2 separate regions of the Xenopus laevis genome follow, and region 1 is linked to region 2. Evidence: chromatin contacts called from public Hi-C data. All regions are on one chromosome and are shown on one strand. The core of a region is the stretch at or near the end of the contact, and the rest is flanking DNA. Distances in the headings are between cores, read along the strand shown.

The links. Hi-C and Micro-C count contacts between places; a contact is called where the count stands out from the background.
Region 1: a Hi-C map of the XL177 cell line shows a contact between it and region 2, with 2.4 times the contacts expected there. The contact joins the promoter of stmn3.S here to the enhancer-like site in region 2. A contact is called at or near these places in 2 of 4 Hi-C or Micro-C datasets (the XL177 cell line and the XTC cell line).

Annotation. Positions count from the first base shown.
Region 1 is chr9_10S:17,524,954-17,531,088 of Xenopus_laevis_v10.1, reverse strand. It overlaps stmn3.S (stathmin 3 S homeolog), which reads right to left and starts at 4,486. Exons shown (of 5, transcript NM_001086743.1): 1 at 4,380-4,486; 2 at 671-766; 3 at 324-499. The coding sequence starts at 4,398.
Region 2 is chr9_10S:17,428,202-17,434,529 of Xenopus_laevis_v10.1, reverse strand. It overlaps zbtb46.S (zinc finger and BTB domain containing 46 S homeolog), which reads right to left. Exons shown (of 6, transcript NM_001093696.1): 5 at 6,190-6,328; 6 at 1,270-3,236. The coding sequence ends at 2,868. Among protein-coding and RNA genes, the nearest start is that of LOC108702670, 14 kb to the left of the region's middle. Within about 2 kb of position 3,214, at least 2 of the 7 cell types and tissues checked have an H3K27ac peak or open chromatin away from gene starts, as enhancers often do.

The DNA of each region.
Region 1 (6,135 bases), core at 3,237-5,736, 95 kb before region 2:
TCACGAGCGGTTGTAGCTGCGCTCCCCTGTGTTCCGCTTTTCTGCGTTCAGGCGCAGGGGAGCGCAGGAATAGACGCATTACATTTTTTCCAATGGGGCTGTACTCACACAGTGTAGGCGCAGAACGCAGGAAAAATGCATGTTGGGTCTCTACCTGCGTTCGGCGCCGACACGCGCCTGTGTGAGTACAGCCCCATTGGAAAAAATGTAATGCGTCTATTCCTGCGCTCCCCTACGGCTGAATGCAGAAAAACAGAACGCAGGGGAGCGCAGCTACAACCGCTCATGAGTAAGAGCCATAACACACATCAAGTCATACTGACCTTCCTCCTCTCTTCTGCAGCTTCCAGTCTCTTCTGAAGTTCCATTAGGGAAATGTCCTTCTTTGTTGGTGAGGTGGTGAGAGGAGGACTCTCTGGTGATAAGTCTGTGGGTGGCTTCAGGATAACTTCAAAACTCTGTCCTGATGCCCTTTTATTCAACTGCTTCACCTCCATGTCTGTGTAGGAACAAGTAAAATTAGATTGTAGAAACCACTGCTTGGGACACAGTACATGAGGACATGGGATGAGCAAGTAGGGAATAAAGTAACAAACTCTATCAAGGGAGTGGGCTCTGTCTTATGAGAATGATTAATTTAGTTATGAAAACAGAATGACCACTTACTGACCTTCATATTGATAGATAGTCTTGGGATGAGGTTGGGAGTAGAGGCAAGAGCAGATCATTGATATCATAGAAAGTTCCTTCATCTTCTCCTTGTAGGCTGCAAGAGGAGAACTCAACTTACTGATCAAAGTCTCCCACAGGAACAATATATATGGGGCTATTGGTGAATGGCAAACTAGAATACTTTTGTGCCAGGTTCAGAGTTCTATACAGTATGTCTCATTGGCTGCCTTCCCTTAGTTGACAAGCACAAAGCCAAGTTGCCACTCATTCTAGTTTATTGAAACCTCATTAGTTGCCTCCCACCCCAGCTGACTCAATGAACTAAATACACTGCCACTCTCAGAAATTCATTGGGCACACATTGGGTACATTGGCAGACATAAAATTGAGAGTCTTGCAATATTTACAGATTATTTCAATCCACCTTTGCTGCTATGGGAGAAGAGGAGACGGACCATAGTACAGCCGAACCAAATTGGCTGAGAAGGGGGACATGGAGAAATAAGCATATGGTTGCAGCCAATAATTGTACCTAGCCAACCCTGTAGTATCAAAGTAATACTGGTTGTACTCAGGTCCGCCATCAGGGGGGACAAGTGTCCCGGGCCCGGGCATGAAGGGGGCCCGGCAGTGCTGCAGTTTTGAAAAGAGCCGGGCCCCCCTTGAGAGCGCCGAAGCTGTGTGTGCGGCCATGACGAACAGCCGAAATGTGGAAGTGCCGAAGGACCCGAAGCCACGAAAACAGCCGAACTCCCGAAGCGGCGAAAAGACCCGAAATCACGAAAACAGCCAAAATTGAAGTCCTGAAGCTGCGAAAAGACCCAAAGTCACGAAAGGAGGCGAAGTTGAAGTGCTGAAGCCACCAGTTCAATTCTACTGAACACCAATATGTTTTTGTTTTTTTTTATCCCCTGGCCACCAATATATTATTTTAATATTCTATAGGTCCCTGCCACCAATGTTTTTTTGTTTTTTTTTTAACTTGTAAGGGGGGCCCTTGCACCAATGTTTTTTTAAAAACTATTTTTTGGGGCTCCAATTTTTTTTAACTTGTAAGGGGGGCCCTACCACCAATGGTTTTTTTTTAAAAAAAAAAAAATTCTAGCCCCAATTTTTTTTTAACTTGTAAGGAGGGCCCTGGCACCAATGTTTTTTTCAAAAAAAATTTGGGGGGCCCCAATTTTTTTTTAACTTGTAATGTTTTTTTTTTTTAACTTATAAGGGAGCCCTGACCATCAATAGCTTTTTATAATTTGTGTGTGTTGGGGGGTTACTTTTTTAGCGCTGATGTCTGTGTGGTCTTTGAGCGGGATGGAGTGGGGCTTGGGTGGAGTGGGCAGGATCTGGGCTGCGGCTTGGGCGCTAGTGTGGGCTTGGCCCCCGAAAATTTTGTTGTACGGGCCCGGTGATTTCTAATGGCAGCCCTGGTTGAACTGTTGCCAGTAAGGGAGTATAATTGGTCTTAATAGCAATAATGGCAAGATGCAAAGTGCTACTTGTCCAGTTTATTGGAAATGTAACTTGTGCCAAGTGACAGCACCAACAACTGGGCCCCAGATTCTACAAGGAGATGAGGGCAGTGTTGTAGAATGTGTTGTAAATGGGAAGTGGTGTGGCAGGAGGGTAAGTGAGTAGGGAGATGGAGGTGGGTTTGGCTGCTAAAAGAAGCTGAAAGTATGAAGTGTACTGATGTATGCCGTCTGGCCCTGTCCACACTGAGCACCGACTTGATAACAATTAAATCATTCAAATGTCATTGGATCTGAGCTGCTGGCATGGGGAAGTTTATTGATAGGTGGGGGCTATACATGTTAGGGTGAGTGATGCAGTAGATCAGGGTCCCATATGGACAGATTGCAGAGGGCTGTGCAGTTAGTGGTGGGCACCATCTGGTGAGATCCCAACATGTAACAGATCATCCTCCCCTATGGCCACCCCCCGAAGTTGCCGCTCCTAAGTCCAGCCCCCTGGGTGCTGATATATGGCCCTGTAAATGACACAAGTGGGGAGAGATCTGTGTGATCTCTTTTTGCCTCCCATATTCTGATCCCCAATATTATATTGGAAATAACTGTACCAATCTTGTAATGTACAATAATGTCCTGTGCTCCTACAAATACCACTGAAAGCCTTTACATCTGAGCTTGATATGGCACCCTAGCCCACCTTATCTGGAAACCTCACCTTATGTTACCCTCTGTTTAACCTAACATCTGCCAAAGCCCAGAGTTAAATCCCACCATACCCCCTGTAGCTGAACGCTAGAGCTATTGTTAAAAATAAATGGTTGGATAGGCCAGTTTACAGTATCAACAGAGGTGAACAACGTGGATTCCAGGACTTTTCATCAACACTGTGGTATTGGGGGTAGATTAAAGGGCAATATCATCCAATATCATCCAAGATGATCCAATATCATCCAACGTGATGCTGCATTGAGAATATGAATTTCATTTATTTAATATGAATTTCCCATTTTAAGCATCCTGTGATCTTTGCCTTGGGCACTAGGTTCTGGTGAGAGAACTGGGGGCATGCACTGAGAGGGGAGGGTATATATAATTTATGTACACTGAGAAGGAGGGTATATATTATGTACACAATGAGGAAATATACATATTATGTGCAGTACTGGAGGGAATATACTGGGAGGGATAGGTGTAAATCTTGTACAGCACAGGAGTGAATATACACTAAGATGGGAGGTTATATTAGATAAAGTATTGGATGCAATGTACATTAAGAGGGTGTAAATTCCAGTGTATATAATAAGCAGGTTGAGGTTAGTGTATTAGGATGGCTACTGGTCCAACCAGTTGTATACTTGCAATGGGTGCAGCATTGCCTTAGAGCAGGGGTCCCCAACCTTTTTCACCCGTGAGCAACATTCAGATGTAAAAAGTGTTGGGGAGCAACACAAGCATGAAAAATGTTCCTGGGTGCTGCCAAATAAGGGCTGTGATTGGCTATTGGTAGCCCCTATGTGGACTGGCAGCCTACATGAGGTTCTGGTTGGCTGTACATCTGGTTTTCATGCAACCAAAACTTGCTTCCAAGCCAGGAATTAAAAAATAAGCACCTGCTTTGAGGCCACTGGGAGCAACATCCAAGGGGTTGGGGAGCAACATGTTGCTCGCGAGCTACTGGTTGGGGATCACTGCCTTAGAGAATATACACTGAGATGGTATATATGCAGCACTAGAGGTAATATACACTAGGTAAGGGCAGATATCATATACTGGTGGGAATATGCATTAGAATGAGAGGGTATACACCATCCACATTACTGGAGTAATATACACGGGGAGAGGTATACAGTATATCATGTAATAGGGTGAATATACACGATGATGAGAGGTTAGATGATACCAAATACTGGGGGTATATACTCGAGTATATATGGTAGCCTATTGGGAGCTGTACATTTGGGCAAAAGGGTTATTATCACACACACGAGTGGGTATAGATCATGTATAGAACTAGCGGGGGAATACAGATTTGATGGAATATCTTCGATCGGAATGGGTAGTATAAACAACGGGATATAATTCACTGGGTGTGGGTGGAATATATTCCATGTCTATAATGCAGACTTAACACCCAACCCCCTTGCTGCGTGATCGTGAAATCCCCTCTGGCTGAACAAATCGTTGCGCCCAGCAGCAAATATAAAGAACTGCGCTGGCCCTGGGCTGAGAGAGGAGTACCTGAGAGGGTGCTGGCCATGGTGCTGGAGGGAGCCGGAGCGGTGGGTGTGTAAGGGCTGATGGAGCTGCTGCTGATGCTCTTGTTGGTGCCGTTGCTGCAGTGCCGCAGAGATAGGAGCGGGTGCCTGACTCAGCAGCAAATCGGGGTGGGGAGAGGGAGCTTGTGGGTATATTTATAGGCAATGGCTGCTGGGGGCTGGGCTTGTTTTTACAGTAGGCAGGGCATGTGGCCAGTACCATTCCCAAATCATTTCCCTTTTGTAACTGTGCCATTCTGTGTCCAACCCCAGCCAATTTTGAGTATTTGGGTCGCGAGCTCCCACAATATCGCTGCGTTTCCTCTGGCACCCTGTATCTCCCCTATTGTAATAATGTAACACCTGTATCTCCCCTATTGTAATAATGTAACACCCCGTATCTCCCCTATTGTAATAATGGGACACCCTGTATCTCCCCTATTGTAATAATGTGACACCCTGTATCTCCCCTACTGTAATAATGTGACACCCTGTATCTCCCCTATTGTAATAATGGGACACCCTGTATCTCCCATTCCTATACACCATACACGGTATATCTCCCTTCACTCTGAATACACAGGGCACCCTGCTGTATCTCTCCTGTTGTTATAAGGTGATACCCTGCATTTTCTATTCCCTATCTCCTGTACCCTGTATCTCTTCTACTGTAATAACATGTGGGCTAAGACCTCCCAGTCCTTATATCTCCCCATACCCCATATCATCCTCCTAACTAGGAATATTCAGGGCACCCTGTATCCAATCCCTTCTCTCCCCATAACCTGTACCCCCCCCCTTACTGTGAATACACAGGAAACCCTATTTCTCCCATTCCCTAAATCTCCCTACAATCTGAATTTCCTTTTTCTCTCTTGAATACACAGGGCACCCTGTATCTCCTATACTATATATCTCTCCATACACTGTATATTCCATACTGCAATAACATTGGGTACCCTGTATTTTCTATACCCTATATCTGTCCGTACCCTGCATTTCCCACTTATTGTAAATATACAAGGCATCATTTATCTCACCTATTGCGACTAGGGATGTCGCGGACTGTTCGCCCGCGAACTAATTCGCGCGAACATCGGCTGTTCGCGTCTGCCGAATGTTCGCGAACGTCGCGCGACGTTCGCCAATTTGGGTTCGCCTTAGCTGGCGCTTATTTTTGACCTCTCACCCCAGACCAGCAGATACATGGCAGCCAATCAGGAAGCTCTCCCTCCTGGACCACCCCCACACCCCCTGGACCACTCCCCTTCCATATATAAACTGAAGCCCTGCAGCGTTTTTTCATTCTGCCTGTGTGTGCTTGGAAGAGCTAGTGTAGGGAGAGAGCTGTTTAGTGATTTGAGGGACAGTTGATAGTAACTTTGCTGGCTAGTAATCTACTTGATACTGCTCTGTATTGTAGGGACAGAACTCTGCAGGGATTTGAGGGACATTTTAGGTTAGGTAGCTTTGCTGGCTAGTAATCTACCTTCTACTGCAGTGCTCTGTATGTAGCTGCTGTGGGCAGCTGTCCTGCTGCTGATCTGCTGACTGCTGCCTGTAACCCAATAGTCCTTGTAAGGACTGCTTTTATTTTCTTTTTTGTTTTTTTTACTTTGCTACTGTAAGAGCCCAGTGCTATTAGTCTAGCTATGTTGGGGAGAGGGACTGGTGTGCTGCTCCTAGTAGTTCAGCACCAACCAGAGTAATTTTTTTTTTTAATATATATATATATTTTT
Region 2 (6,328 bases), core at 1,965-4,464:
CCCTTGGCTCATAAAAAGGTTACAGATATATAGAAACATTGGGGTAACAGTCACCCTGCTATAGTTCCAGGGGTACCTAGGGCCCATATAAGCACTCGCCCCAAATATCCCCCTAACTGGCCTTCAGACTGGGCCCCCTTAGCTCATAACAAGGTTACAGATATATAGAAACATTGGGGTAACAGTCACCCTGCTATAGTTCCAGGGGTACCCAGGGTACAAATAAGCACTCACCCCAAATCTCCCTCTAACTGGCCTTCAGACTGGGCCCCCTTAGCTCATAAAAAGGTTACACATATATAGAAACATTGGGGCAACAGTCACCCTGCTATAGTTCCAGGGGTACCCAGGGCACAAATAAACACTCACCCCAAATCTCCCTCTAACTGGCCTTCAGACTGGGCCCCCTTAGCTCATAAAAAGGTTACACATATATAGAAACATTGGGGCAACAGTCACCCTGTACAAAGGGTACAAATAAGTACTCACCCGAAATGTCACTGGAATTTTATTGTAAGCGATAAAACAGAAGGGAAACTATTGGTTTCCGTGTGGTGGGTTTCAGGTCAGACTCCACTTGACTGATCATACAGTGCAAGTTCCGTACTGCATGAAAGTAAAAATGGGAATCAGAATTTTCTTTTTCAATTTTCATAAAACATAATTTTATGAACCATCAGAAAGATGTTGCCCCTCCATCAGGCGCCTGGGGAGTTGAATTAGTAAACCCCATCTAAAGTTTGCCTCAGGAACCCGTTATTCAGAATGCTTGGGACTTGGGGTTTTATGGATAATGGATTTTTCTGTAATTCGGATATTCATACCCTAAGTCTACTAGAAAACCATTTAATACATACAGACACACACCAGTGTAAACAATCCCAACTTTGCCAGCTTTTCCACATAACTAAGCCCTTCTATTCCCTTTACTGGCTCTTCTTTGCACTCTATAATTTTTTGCCCATTACTCTGGTGCTGTGTTTGCCAAACTGCTCAGCATGTGGGTGAGCCGGGGTGCTGGTTCCTGTACTAAGGAACAAAGAAGACAAAGTTAATGACACTATATCAGCATTTTGGGGATTATTGAGCATGATGATCTAATGTAACCCACTCAGAGCTGAACTCCAGCCCAGCAGTGAAACCTTAGAGGTGTTTCTCCAATTGCTGCCACCCATTCATATAATTTGTATGAACAAGCACTGGCACTCAAGTTGTTAAAAGTTTCCAATGCCAAACACCCTGGTAGAAAAATCCAGTCCATATAATATATTCATTGCACGGCGTTGCCATTTTATTGTCTGAGAAATGTGTAATAAAAAGAAAACAGGGTACAATAAATAATGTGTGTGTATAGGAAAGCGCAGGGTCGGCCCCTTGGGGGTGGAGCAGGGAAATCTTCCTATAATATTAGCGCTACCAATCCCCTTTTAGCTGTAAATCTGCACCCAATATCCAGTTCTTGCATATTTCACGAAATTATATATATATATATATTTATATATAAATATTCAATCAATTTATGGGAAAGAGTAAAAAAAAAAGCAAAAGGGGTGGATGGTGACTAAGAGAGGGTCTCCCCAGCATTAGCAAACAGGTTAGGGTGGTAAAGTTCATGAACTGATTAACCCTCTGAGTGACAGAGCAGAGAACTCCATGATATTCTTTGTTTATGTCAAGTGGAAAATAAATGTGCAGCCACCGGATGGCGCTAAAGCACAAGCCAAAGTGCAGCTGTAGTTCAACAACATGTGAGGGCTGCAGGTGACCCTCCCCCTGCCGGAATCAATGGCTGGAGTGGATCATTATCTTCCTGATGGCATGGAGTCAGTTGACGTGGGCAGAGGAGTTACCAGTCCATAGGCCAGGCTGCTCACCCTCAGGAAATGCAGTTGAGGAACAGATCTTCCCACAGAGCCAGGATAAGGGGGGGGGGGTAAGGATTAGGGAGGGGCGGCATGTGCAAACGGGAACTGGTTAAAAATAGACTCAGAATGAGAGATCAGAGAAGCCAGAGCCCACCCAACCAGCCCTCTGTGCCACCACGGATCCTAATCTCAGACCTCAGTTCAACCCAGTGTCTCTCAAGCAAATAGGCAGTGGCAGCTTTAAGTAGTCGGCAGCTGCTTCGGCTGAAGAGCTGGCAATGCAATTAGTGGCTAATTATGGGGGAAGGGCAGGGAAGCCTTAATAATTACTGACATATAATGCTATGGTAGGGTTGCCACGGCCCACCTGGCCGGTATTTTACGGGTGCCATTTGATGGGCGAGTCCCTGCAAGTCTGGTACCCACACATGGAATGTTTTCTGCATGTCCTGCTACAGAGTAACCCACAAGGTTTTGGTGCCCAGATGGAGAGAGAGAGAGAGGTGGTGGGTGGGGGTGCCGTGGGGCGATGGCTCCTCACACTGATTGTGTTCAGCAATTAGAAAACATTAGAAACCTCCTAAAAAGATTTGCTTAAAAAAACAGCAGCTGGCAGGGCAGATGGGGGAGAGGCAGGGGTGTTAGGGGTATTGAGGGAGGTGTGAGTCACATGGGAAAGAATATTCGAAGTGGGGGGGGGGAGTTGCCTCCTAAGCAGTTTGTGAAAAAGTGTGACTTTGGAAACTGGGGCCCCTGGATGGCTGTCAAGGATTTAGGAAGTGTGGCCCCTGAACTGTACAGGTCCCTCTGGCAGCAATCACAGGAAGGAATTGTCAGTGAAGTGAAACCAGTACTGGCCCTGTGGCTGCCAGAAATAAGCAATGGCAAGCGGATCAAACAACCTGCCAAGTCTCCTGCCACCAGTGGGGGAGGGGGGGGACCAGATCATTAGCTTCCTCTGCCAGAAAGGTCTCTTAGGGTCCTTGTTTAACCCTTTCTTCACTAGGCTATCCAGGTAAACTCTTTCATCTGCCCCCCACTCACATCCGGGGTGCAATCCTCAATGTCATCATCTTCGAGTATGACATCATCCTGTGAATTCTCTGCCTCATCTTTCCATTTGATGTCATCCTCTTCCTCCCCGCCCATCTCCTCGTCCACCTTCAGCTCGTCCACATCATCCAGGTAGTGGGCTTCTCCTGCGTACATGCCATCAGGGGAGTGTCCTCCTCCGCCATGAGCCACGCCGCGTCCTACACAATCCACACAAACGCCGTGCCTCCGGGAGCCATGTTTGATGCCAACACTGGCGGCGGACATGAACACGCGGTTACACACCTTGCACACGTACTTCTTGTCCTTACTGTGCACCTGGAGGGGGAAGGTAACAAAAGAATAATTATGGGGGCATCTGGGAACCAGCATTCTCTTCTGTGCCCAGGCACACACAGTCTAATTATCACCCCTTTAGGGGCATATCTGTATAGGAAGCAGAGCTTTTGAGTGCTTCAAAGTTAATGAAATGTGTCTTATTCTCAAATTTTAAAGGAATTGTGTAGTATTAAAATAAAAACTGGCTAAATAGAAAGGCTGTGCAAAATAAAACATGTTTTCAATATAGTTAGTTAGCCAAAAATGTAATGTATAAAGGCTGGAGTGACAGGATGTCTAATATAATAGCCAGAACACTACTTCCTGCTTTGCAGCTCTCTTGGTTTCCACTGATTGGTTACCAGGCAGTAACCAATCAGTGACTTGATGGGGCCACATGAATCATAACTGTTTGCTCTTGAATCTGAGCTGCATGCTGAGGATCAATTGCAAACTGAATAATTATGTCTCGTGTGCCCAGGGCCGCCTTCAAAAATCACAGGGCCCTGTACGGCAAAATTTTCTGGGCCCCCTGTAAAAAGGCCACACAGACATCAGAAACATTAACATTAAACACCCCTAAGTTATAAAAAGCCATTGGTGATCAGGGTACCCCCCTGCAAGTAAAAAAAAAAATACTGATGGCCTGCCCTCTCCCCAAGTTATAAAAAGCCATTCAAGTAAAAAAAAACAAAAAAACATTGGTGGCCAGGCCCCCCTTAAGGGGGTCCCAGTCATGCTTCACTTACTTGATAAGCCAGGGCCCCCTGCTGTCAGTGTGCTGCAAGCTTCAGAAGAGAGAACTGGAGAACCCATACTGCCCGATTTTTCTCCTATTAAGTTCTCTGTAATCATTGGTCACAAAAGTTTAAGTCCTGGTAAAGCTGCATTGGGATTTGATAGGCTGGATGAGACGTTCCTACATCACCTATCCAATCCCTGTACAGCTTTACAGGGACCTATCCTTAAGGACCAATGAGGGTACAAAGAACTCAGATCTGAATAGGAGAAAAATCATTTGTGCACTGGAGCTCCTGTCCTCTTTTCTGAAGCTTGCAGCACACTGACAGCAGGGGGGCCCGGCTAATCAAGTAAGTGAACCATGGCCGGGAACCCGTAAGACACAAAAACCATCGGGGCCCTGGACAACTGTCCCCCCCTGATGGCGGCCCTGCATGTGCCCCCCTTAAAGTCACTGACTAACTCAGAGTTATAGAGCTGAAAAGCAGGAAGTAGTGTTCTGTTCTGTTAGACATCCAGTCACTCCAGCCTTTATACATTACATTTTTGGCTAACTAACTGTATTGGAAACATTTTTTATTTTGCACAGCCTATCTATTTACCCAGTTTTTATTTTTACACTGAACTGTTCCTTTAAAAGAAAACTATACCCCCCAAAAATGAATATTTAAGCAACAGATATTTTTAAGTAAATATTGCCCTTTTTTACATCTCTTGCCTCGTGTGCTGCCTCAGAGATCACCTGACCAGAAATACTGCAGCTCTAACTGTAACAGGAAGAAGTGTGGAAGCAAAAGACAGAACTCTGTCTCTTAATTGGCTCATGTGACCTAACAAGTATAGTTTGTTGGTATGTTTGTGTGCACCGTGAATCATACGATGCCAGAGGGCGGCCCTTATTTTTTTAAAATGGCAATTTTCAATTTATGATTACCCAATGGCACATACTACTAATAGTTTTAAAAAATTATTATGAAAATGGTTTATTTACATGAAGCAGGGTTTTACACATGAGCTGTTTTATGCAATATCTGTTTATAGAGACCTACATTGTTTGAGGGGTATAGTTTTACTTTTAAGGGTGGACCCTCTGGCTTTTAGTAACAAAACTGCACCCCACAGTCTCACTGGATCTTTGCTAGAGCCCCACAACCTGGCACCTTGCTAAAGCTGCACAGTGTGCAGGTCTTGAGATGTCAGACTTGCAGTCCTCCATCTGTAGCTGAACTACAACTCGCAGCAGGTGGGAGATGTATACATAAAATGTGATGGGGAGGCAAAGCAAAAGGTTAGTCCTTCCTGTATTCCCCTTTGTTAGACTCACCAACTGACATGCGCATGCACTGGTCTCCTGAGCTATATATAACTGCGCCCCTCAACCCGTACCCTCCCAGGTCTAGTCGTAGCAGATAATGCAGAGGAGAGATAAGGAGCGCCAGACGCAGGGACAGATGGCACGCAATTACATGACAGCAGAGGACACTCTAGGAAGGGGCCGGCTCAGCTGCCATGGTAACCAGAATACAGGGCTCTTTAAATCACCAGGTTCTGCCCCCAACATATATTCTAGATACAAGGAGGGGATAATATACTGGGTCTGGGAATATAAGGGTACATGAACAGAGCTCTCCTGCAACCACAGAACAATCCTATGCTAACCCAGCAGCTAAAGAGCTTTTCTGCCCTCACCCCGCTACCACAAAGCTTTTCTGCCCTCACCCTCAGCCAGCACCCACAGATCCTCCCTGCCCTCCCCTAGCACCCATAGATCCTTCCTGCCTTCACCCACCAACCAGACATCCTTCATGCACTTACCCTCCACCCACAGCCCTCACTAAGCAGAGCTGAAGAGCACAAAGTATGAAGGGAGGGGTGTCCCCCTGATCTCACACAGGATGCATTCACCCACCTAGTTCCATCTCAGACTTACTCAAGCCTTCTGATTCTAGGTCAGTGGTCAGGACTAATGGTCCAAGCTCCCTTTGCAGTGACCACAGTGTAATACTGAGCGTGTAACAGAATCACAAAAACACTTCTGTCCATATGTATATATGAGTGGGAGCTGCCATGTTATTTTGCTGACTGTACAGCATGCATGACTGCATGAGAGATACCAAGTCTAGATCCCTGGGTTGTAGTTTGGTGTCAGTGTATTCAGCTTTGGGTTCCTTAGAAGCATGCCCTAAATGGTACCAAGGGTTCCTCCGCTTACCAGCGTGTGCCTCTTCATGTGCTCCCTCCGGGTAAACTTCTTGCCGCAGATCTCACAGGGGTACGGCCTCTCCCCTGTGTGCGAGCGCATGTGTCTCTTGAGGATGCACTGGTGCATGGCAGAGAAGCTGCAGTACGGG